2 separate regions of the Bombyx mori genome follow, and region 2 is linked to region 1. The links are chromatin contacts, called in public Hi-C maps. All regions are on one chromosome and are shown on one strand. Each heading gives the region's core, a stretch centred on a gene start, on an enhancer-like site or on the middle of the called end of the contact. The rest is flanking DNA. Distances are from core to core; before and after follow the strand shown. Region 1 has its middle 32 kb from the start of PKG-I. Region 2 overlaps PKG-I (protein kinase, cGMP-dependent, type I).

The links. Hi-C and Micro-C count contacts between places; a contact is called where the count stands out from the background.
Region 2: a contact with region 1 is called in a Hi-C map of middle silk gland, with 3 times the contacts expected there. The contact joins two enhancer-like sites. A contact is called at or near these places in 2 of 7 Hi-C or Micro-C datasets (middle silk gland and whole pupa).

Annotation. Positions count from the first base shown.
Region 1 is chr3:6,224,508-6,228,091 of ASM3026992v2, reverse strand. No RefSeq gene overlaps it. Among protein-coding and RNA genes, the nearest start is that of PKG-I, 32 kb to the left of the region's middle. Within about 2 kb of position 1,326, at least 4 of the 8 cell types and tissues checked have open chromatin away from gene starts, as enhancers often do.
Region 2 is chr3:6,306,231-6,309,814 of ASM3026992v2, reverse strand. PKG-I (protein kinase, cGMP-dependent, type I) reads right to left here. Exons shown (of 11, transcript NM_001043586.1): 2 at 2,048-2,214. Among protein-coding and RNA genes, the nearest start is that of PKG-I, 50 kb to the right of the region's middle. Within about 2 kb of position 1,899, at least 3 of the 8 cell types and tissues checked have open chromatin away from gene starts, as enhancers often do.

The sequences.
Region 1 (3,584 bases), core at 77-2,576:
AGGTGGTAGGACCTCTTGTGAGTCCGCGCGGGTAGGTACCACCACCCTGTCTATTTCTGCCGTAATGTGTTTCGGTTTGAAGCAGTAATGCGTTCCGGTTTGAAGGGTGGGGCAGCCGTTGTAACTATAGGTACTTGAGACCTTAGAACTTATATCTCAAGGTGGGTGGCGCATTTACGTTGTAGATGTCTATGGGCTCCAGTAACGACTTAACACCAGGTGGGCTATTAGCTCGTCCATTCTAAGCAATAAATATACATATATATTTAAAAAAGCCGCACATTTAGAAAAACGCATTTGTTCCGTTAAAAAAATCAAAATAATGCGTCACACAGGTATCATCTGTTATACAGTATTATTGAACAATAAAACGAACATTCAATATAATTAATAATAAAAACAGAACAGGAACATAATAGCATCATATTAGAGATCTTATCCGGGAAATATTTCAAAGAAATCTGTTAAAGAAAATTGGTTATCTGAAGCATTCACATCGAGTCTGGCAACTCTGTGAATCGAGAAATGAACGATAAGCGCACAAGTTAGGCAAGCGACATCTAATGATATATCTTAAGTAAATTTTCGAGGAATAAACATTATACGGAAATCTAAAAGTACTTTTTCATATGTTTGTTTATGATTTAAATGTGAAGTAATTGACTGTTATCTGTAACAGTATTGTTTCGAAGGAAAATTTCAATAAGTGGATACTTTAAACTGATAGATGCTTCTCTTATCTGTAGCTTTACATGTTTTAGTTTTTTTTTTACATACAATACTTCAGTAATAAAAAAATTAAGAAATATTAAAAAAAAGTATCCAACATCTGGTTTAACAGAAATAAAAGGTATTCGTTAATCGCCATATTTTTCAGAATTATAATTATGATAAATTCGTCACCTTTTTGTTACCATATTTTAAATCGAAATGCTATAAGTCTTTGATTTTTATTCCAGATTCGAATATTTTTAGTAAATAGAAATTTCAAAACTGATACATATAGTTTGACGTTCTTTATGGCGGTAATGTTTGATTTTGGATAATATCTAAAAAGCTTTAGGTAATAATTGTAACACGTGCCTAAAGATGACTGAAACATCAAAATTAGATTTATTGGATAGATAGAGCATTTCATTTCTTGAAGCTGACACATTCTGCATTAGTCACATTCGACCTTGTTCATTTCTATTTTACAGTTGTAATTTGTAGCAATATTCAAGTGAATATTTTTATAGCAAACTAGAAAACTTAATAGAACATCGTTGTTTTAGAGTCGTAACGCCATCTATCGTTATATAAAAAAACGTTACACAAACCGCCATCTATTGGTGAATAGCAAATTAACAAAAACAATAATGTAACTTCAAAAATATTAATAGATGGCACTATTTAATTATGTTGTGATTTTGTATAACGATTATTATATCGGTTGCCAAAAAAAAAAAAGGAAATTCCTGTCAGTTCGAAAATCTTTATGTACAACTTATTATATTATAATTTAATTCAGGTGTCTATGAATATATTTTTATAAGCATTTCCAATTACCTCGTAAACAATGAAGTACCGAGTTATTAGTACCTACATAAGTAATGTATTACTAATTAATTAAGTAGGTAGGTAACAAGCACCTATTAAAAATAATTAAAAATTAATTAAGTAGATAATAAGCACCTATTAAAAACAATAATAAATGGGGAACCGGATTAAATATGACTTGAATGCTTCTTTCTCTAGAATTTAGTTACTTCAAGCTGCACATACAAATCCTTTTGTATTTTAATTCAAACAATCTTACGCAAATTCTATGCGGAACGTGCTAAAATTACCTAATTCATATTTTGAAACTAAATTACTGGACTAAAATTTCAAATACCAAACGTTCTGCATTTAGACTGGGCGTGTATGCTAAGCATACGCAGCCGAGTCGACAACTAACAAGAAAATATTCAACTCCTTATCGCTCAATAACAATTCGAATAACACGACGGAAAGTTTACGATTCGTGTACCTACTACGGGTATGCCACGAAGGCGTCTTCTAAGGTTTATTTCGATATGAAAAACACTATTATTTCATAATGACCTCTGGCATGTTTTTTTATTGCTTAGATAAATGGACGAGCTTACGGCCCGTCTGGTGTTGAGTGGTTACCGGAGCCCGTGGACATCTACAATCTAAATGCTGCCACTCACTTCGAAAGATGAGTTCTAATGTCTCCGTTTTTACAGTATAACTACTGCCCCAGTCTTCAAGCCGAAACGCATTACTGCTTCACGGCATAAATAGGCAGCTGAACAAAAGCTAAAACCTAGTATTTGATTAGAATCCGAATTCATGTCAGCAATTCATTAAATATGTAGTTTTTAGCGAAGATTTACTCATGTTAATATTTTAAAAAAACCACCTCTGGGGAATAATAGTTTTTTTTTGTCAGAAGGAAATTGCCGGACCTCCGCCCTCCACTGGGGATGGCGGGCGGAGCATAACGGAGTCGAACCGACTAAAACCTCCTGTCGCTCAACAAACAACGTCCAAACCTCGCATGAGACAAAACTCATGAAAAGACAAAGGGGGGAAAGTGAAGCGTTTAGTGCGGAGCACATCTCTCCCATCACCCTCCCCTTCGGGACGCCGGACCGGTGGTCGTCGGCGCGACGACCATCAGCCCTCTCAGTCGGCAGGCTATCCGAAGCCCGCCTAGATGGCGCCAGTTAGAGTGAGTTGGGGAATAGTAGTAGGTATGTTATGTTTCTGGATAAATGTACCCAATGTCCTTTTCTGTGCCTCTAACCAAATGCATGTAAAGGTTCATGGTCATCGTTAAATTTTCTTTAAGATGTGAAACCGTAACAAATAAACTCACGTTTATATTATTAGTATCGATAATTGCGCCGGAATGTTAGAGCCATTGTGTAGTTTACATCAACATAATATACCTAACGTAATCATGCCAAAACAAAACCAAAGGAAAATAGAATGCGTGACTCAACAAACTATGTATTGTTATTAACAAACTAAAATGGTCGTTTCGTTTTGCAGCACACATTAATTTCGCGCATATCAATATTCATGAGCATCAGCTGACTTTGTCGAGGAAGAAACGTATTCTATTAAATTGATAAATTAAAAAAACTTTTGCATGTTAATGTAATTAGAATTATAGAATTACTTTCATAACATTCTGTTAGAAGTTTTGGTTAATTTACTAAAATATAACGTGTTCTAGTTCTGTGTAATTTCTTTCCTTTTTTTAACTTCCTCTGGTTGATAATAAAGTTAGATATTAGTTTTCGTTATCATATTATTTTATCCTATATTTTTAAGGAGGATTTTGTACTTAACACATTTATTTTAATTAACCGTGCGCTACATGGCTTATGTTATAAGACAGATTTTTTACTTATTGTGTTTTAAGTGTAGGTATGTGCTGTGTGTTGTGTGCGTTAGGTTTAATAGAAAAAAAATGTGTGTGTGTGCAAGTCACACACAGTAGAAGTGAAACTTATAAAATATAAAAATAATCGCAAGTGCGCAGTGCAATGGAGCAGCCGCACCCCGGGGGAACCGCCTGCATGATCACG
Region 2 (3,584 bases), core at 650-3,149, 81 kb before region 1:
CAAGAATAGGAACTAAATATTTTGAAGCAACCGAATAATTAATCTTTGATCTCTAAACGCGAAAGTCAGAATCCTTTAAAAAATATAATGTTTATTGGCAAACACGGATTTATGAGCCAGGTCAGTTGTAACTGTGTAATAACCTGCATAATAAAGCCATAATTATCGTTATTATGTAACATAATTATATTTACGATTGGATTATGATTCTGTTGCCGCACCCATTAGTACAAAAATTACATTTGATGCCGTCACTCAGACACAGCCCACTGAGTTTCTCGCCGGATCTTCACAGTGGGTCGCGTTTCCGATCCGGTGGTAGATTCAGCGAAGCACGGCTCTTGCTGGGGTTCGTGTTAGCAAGGTCGTCAGGTTTGAGCCCCGTGAGCTCACCTTCTAGTTAAGGTTACGCTGAAATAGCCTCTCAAGGCTATCAGCTTAGGTAGGAAAAAAAAGCCGTCACTGGAATAACGAAGCAATTTAACGATTTAAATAATTAAATAGGCTTTTCCAGGATTTTTTTGTTCTAACAACATAAATAAATGTTATGTCCAAATCTGAACTGTATTAGGGCGACGTTGAAAACACTTGTCTTAAAATTAGAAGACAAGATTTCTTTAGAGTAGTAACAAGCTGGACGGTAAAGTGGTGGCACTATAAATAAGGTAAACGTATGGCTAAGCCCGATAGCGGTCTGTATCTTACAATAAATACCTTTACATAATATATTAATACATACAGACAAACAGGGTAAGTACAATTTTCTCATCTGTTTGTCAATTGATTTTTTTTGTTTCGTGGCCGAAAGAGTTTTGCCGATACCAATTTATTCGACATGAAAACTTATTTTTAATAATTATTATGCGTGAAAACAAATATTAATTTATCTACGAAACTTTTTGAAAATAGCATTTTTTTCATTCTGATAGTCTATCATCACCAACAGATATGATTTTTAAAGGACATTTTTCACTGCCTCACCATGTTTATTATTTAGTTGGTCTATTATTGTTATAGAAAACGGATAAAAATTATTCCATTGGAATAAAAACATCATTTTCACATACACCTATGTATGTAAGATAATTATTATTAAGTTAATTGGCAAATAACATAAACGGCAGCTCCTGAGCTAGCTTCTAGGCCGACTTTCCCTATTCGTCGTTAGAGAAAGTGGAAAACTTACGTATCGCTTTTCTTTAGGCTAAGTGTAAGCCATAAAGGTAGTCTTCTTGCTTAGTTTTTATAGTGACTTCGTTTATTTTATATCGTATTTGCATTTCATTGTTGACACAATTAGTACATAGAGTAAGGATTAAATTAAGCAAAAACTACGAATAGTCTCTTGTAGTAATAGTTGGTAATAAAATATAGGTACTATGCTCGTATGGTGGTAGGACCTCTTGTGAGTCCGCGCGGGTAGGTACCACCGCCTCGGCTATTTCTGCCGTGAAGCAGCAATGCGTTTCGGTTTGAAGGGTGGGGCAGCCGTTGTAACTATACTGAGACCTTAGAACTGATATCTCAAGGTGGGTGGCGCATTTACGTTGTAGATGTCTATGGGCTCCAGTAACCACTTAACACAAGGTGGGCTGAGAGCTCGTCCACCCATCTAAGCAATAAAAAAATAAATAAATAAATGTAATTCCAAGCATTTCTGATTTTAAATTATTTACTTCTTGTAAATATAACACACGTGTAACTGATGTGTATATAGGTTTTAATTAAAGTTTAAATATTTTTTTACTTAAAAATAAAAAGTTAAGTAAAAAAAATTAGATCTTTAATTTAACTATAATAGTGATGGGCAGAAATTTTGAAAAGACGCAAACTGTAAAAGCACTTTTAAATTTCTGCTAAAGCGCCATCTGTTGAAATTTATATGCATGTAGTAGAAGTGAACTTTATCAATAGTTGGCGGGCGCTGTATTGCTATTCGATAATAGATGGCGCTCTTTTCAATAAAGCGAAAACCGTTTCAAATCAATTTATTCGCGATTAACATGCGAAATGCTTTTTATAGTAACGATTAAATATCTACACTTACCTTCCATAACATAAACTATGCTTCCAACGTCGCCTTCTTTGATAATAATGCTGCCGGCTGCATATTCGACGGGATACATGCAATCCACTATTTCTCTGATCTGTGTCATTTCTAGATTCTTCATGAAGTCGTTGTCGAGGATCGCAGTCTTAATCAGCTCGCGAGATCTGCAAGTAACAAGTACACGCCATTAGTAAGTTCTTAGAAACAACCTTTACTTACACAGCTCTGGCATTGTCGCTTTGTCCTTGCCAAGAAAATTATGGTTATTTATCAACCTATTCACGAAGAATGACTAGTTTCACAAAATCTAAGAATCATGTTCAATGCCTTAGTTATAACATAGTAAAAAGATTAATACAGATAAATACCTGTCTAACATGCAGTAGATACTAGACAAACGGTTTCAAGCATGTATATATGAGGAAGACTCAACGTATATGAGCAAGATTCAATTTCTCCTAATATTGGCTAATAAAATAGGACATATCGTTGGCAAAATACTACATGCGACCAGTGCTTGAGCTATAAAAGATCGGGACAGTTAGGTACAAAATAAATTTCCAAGGAAGGAAGTTACTATTAGTACACTTGATGTGGGAACAATAAAAGAAACTGCAAGTGAACGGAGTGGCGTATTTGATATTTTACCAGAAGCGATCACAGTAATAATAAATTACACAGTAAATTTGTTATTGGTTATACCAAACATTATAAGATTAAGATTTCTCGTTCTAAAATCTAAATCTATTTATTTTTTTAAGTTGGAAAGTGTACAACCCTTTTTGTTTACTTTAGACTAGTAGTTTATTCGCATTACGGCTTCGAAAAAGTTTCTAATACACTAGGTATACAGTTTCATAGCTAGCGTTTTTTTTTTGGGAAAGTTCTATTTCTACACATACACATGTCCATCAGTATCAGTTATAACTCTAAAAAATACCCGACATATCTTAAATAAAGCTTAAAGAGAAATACGAGCACTTTATCACGATGTTATTAAGGAAACAATAAATGTCTTGCGAACCTCAAGGTATTGTTCCTAACGACATAATCTGTCTGTATTATGACAGTAACCTTTGAAATATTACAGTAAATTAGGGTCATAACGCGCCGTCTGTAACTGCAGCGTAGTGTAATTTGTATTTAAATACCTTAACAGACCATAAGTTATGTGTGTAGTGATTTATATTGCCTATAATCTACATCTACTGAACCTGCTAAAGTTTTAAAGCTATAGATGGACTCAACCAGTATTAGCTGGTACGCGATTCTATAGCTGATAATGAAAAGCAAATTCTAGGATACAACTTCAGACAATTTTTTTCCATTCTTAATTTTAATTTGTCTAAATAGCCACACACAATCCGCTCTGAAGCCAATTAAATTTTACACTTCTTATGTATTAACAAAACGAAAGCCCTACATTTTCAACGTGACAATGAAAAAATGGATTTCGTTCGAAATCATAAGCTTTATCACGACACAGCCGATGGCGAGGACAGGCATCGCATAAAGTTCGAACGTAATTATACCA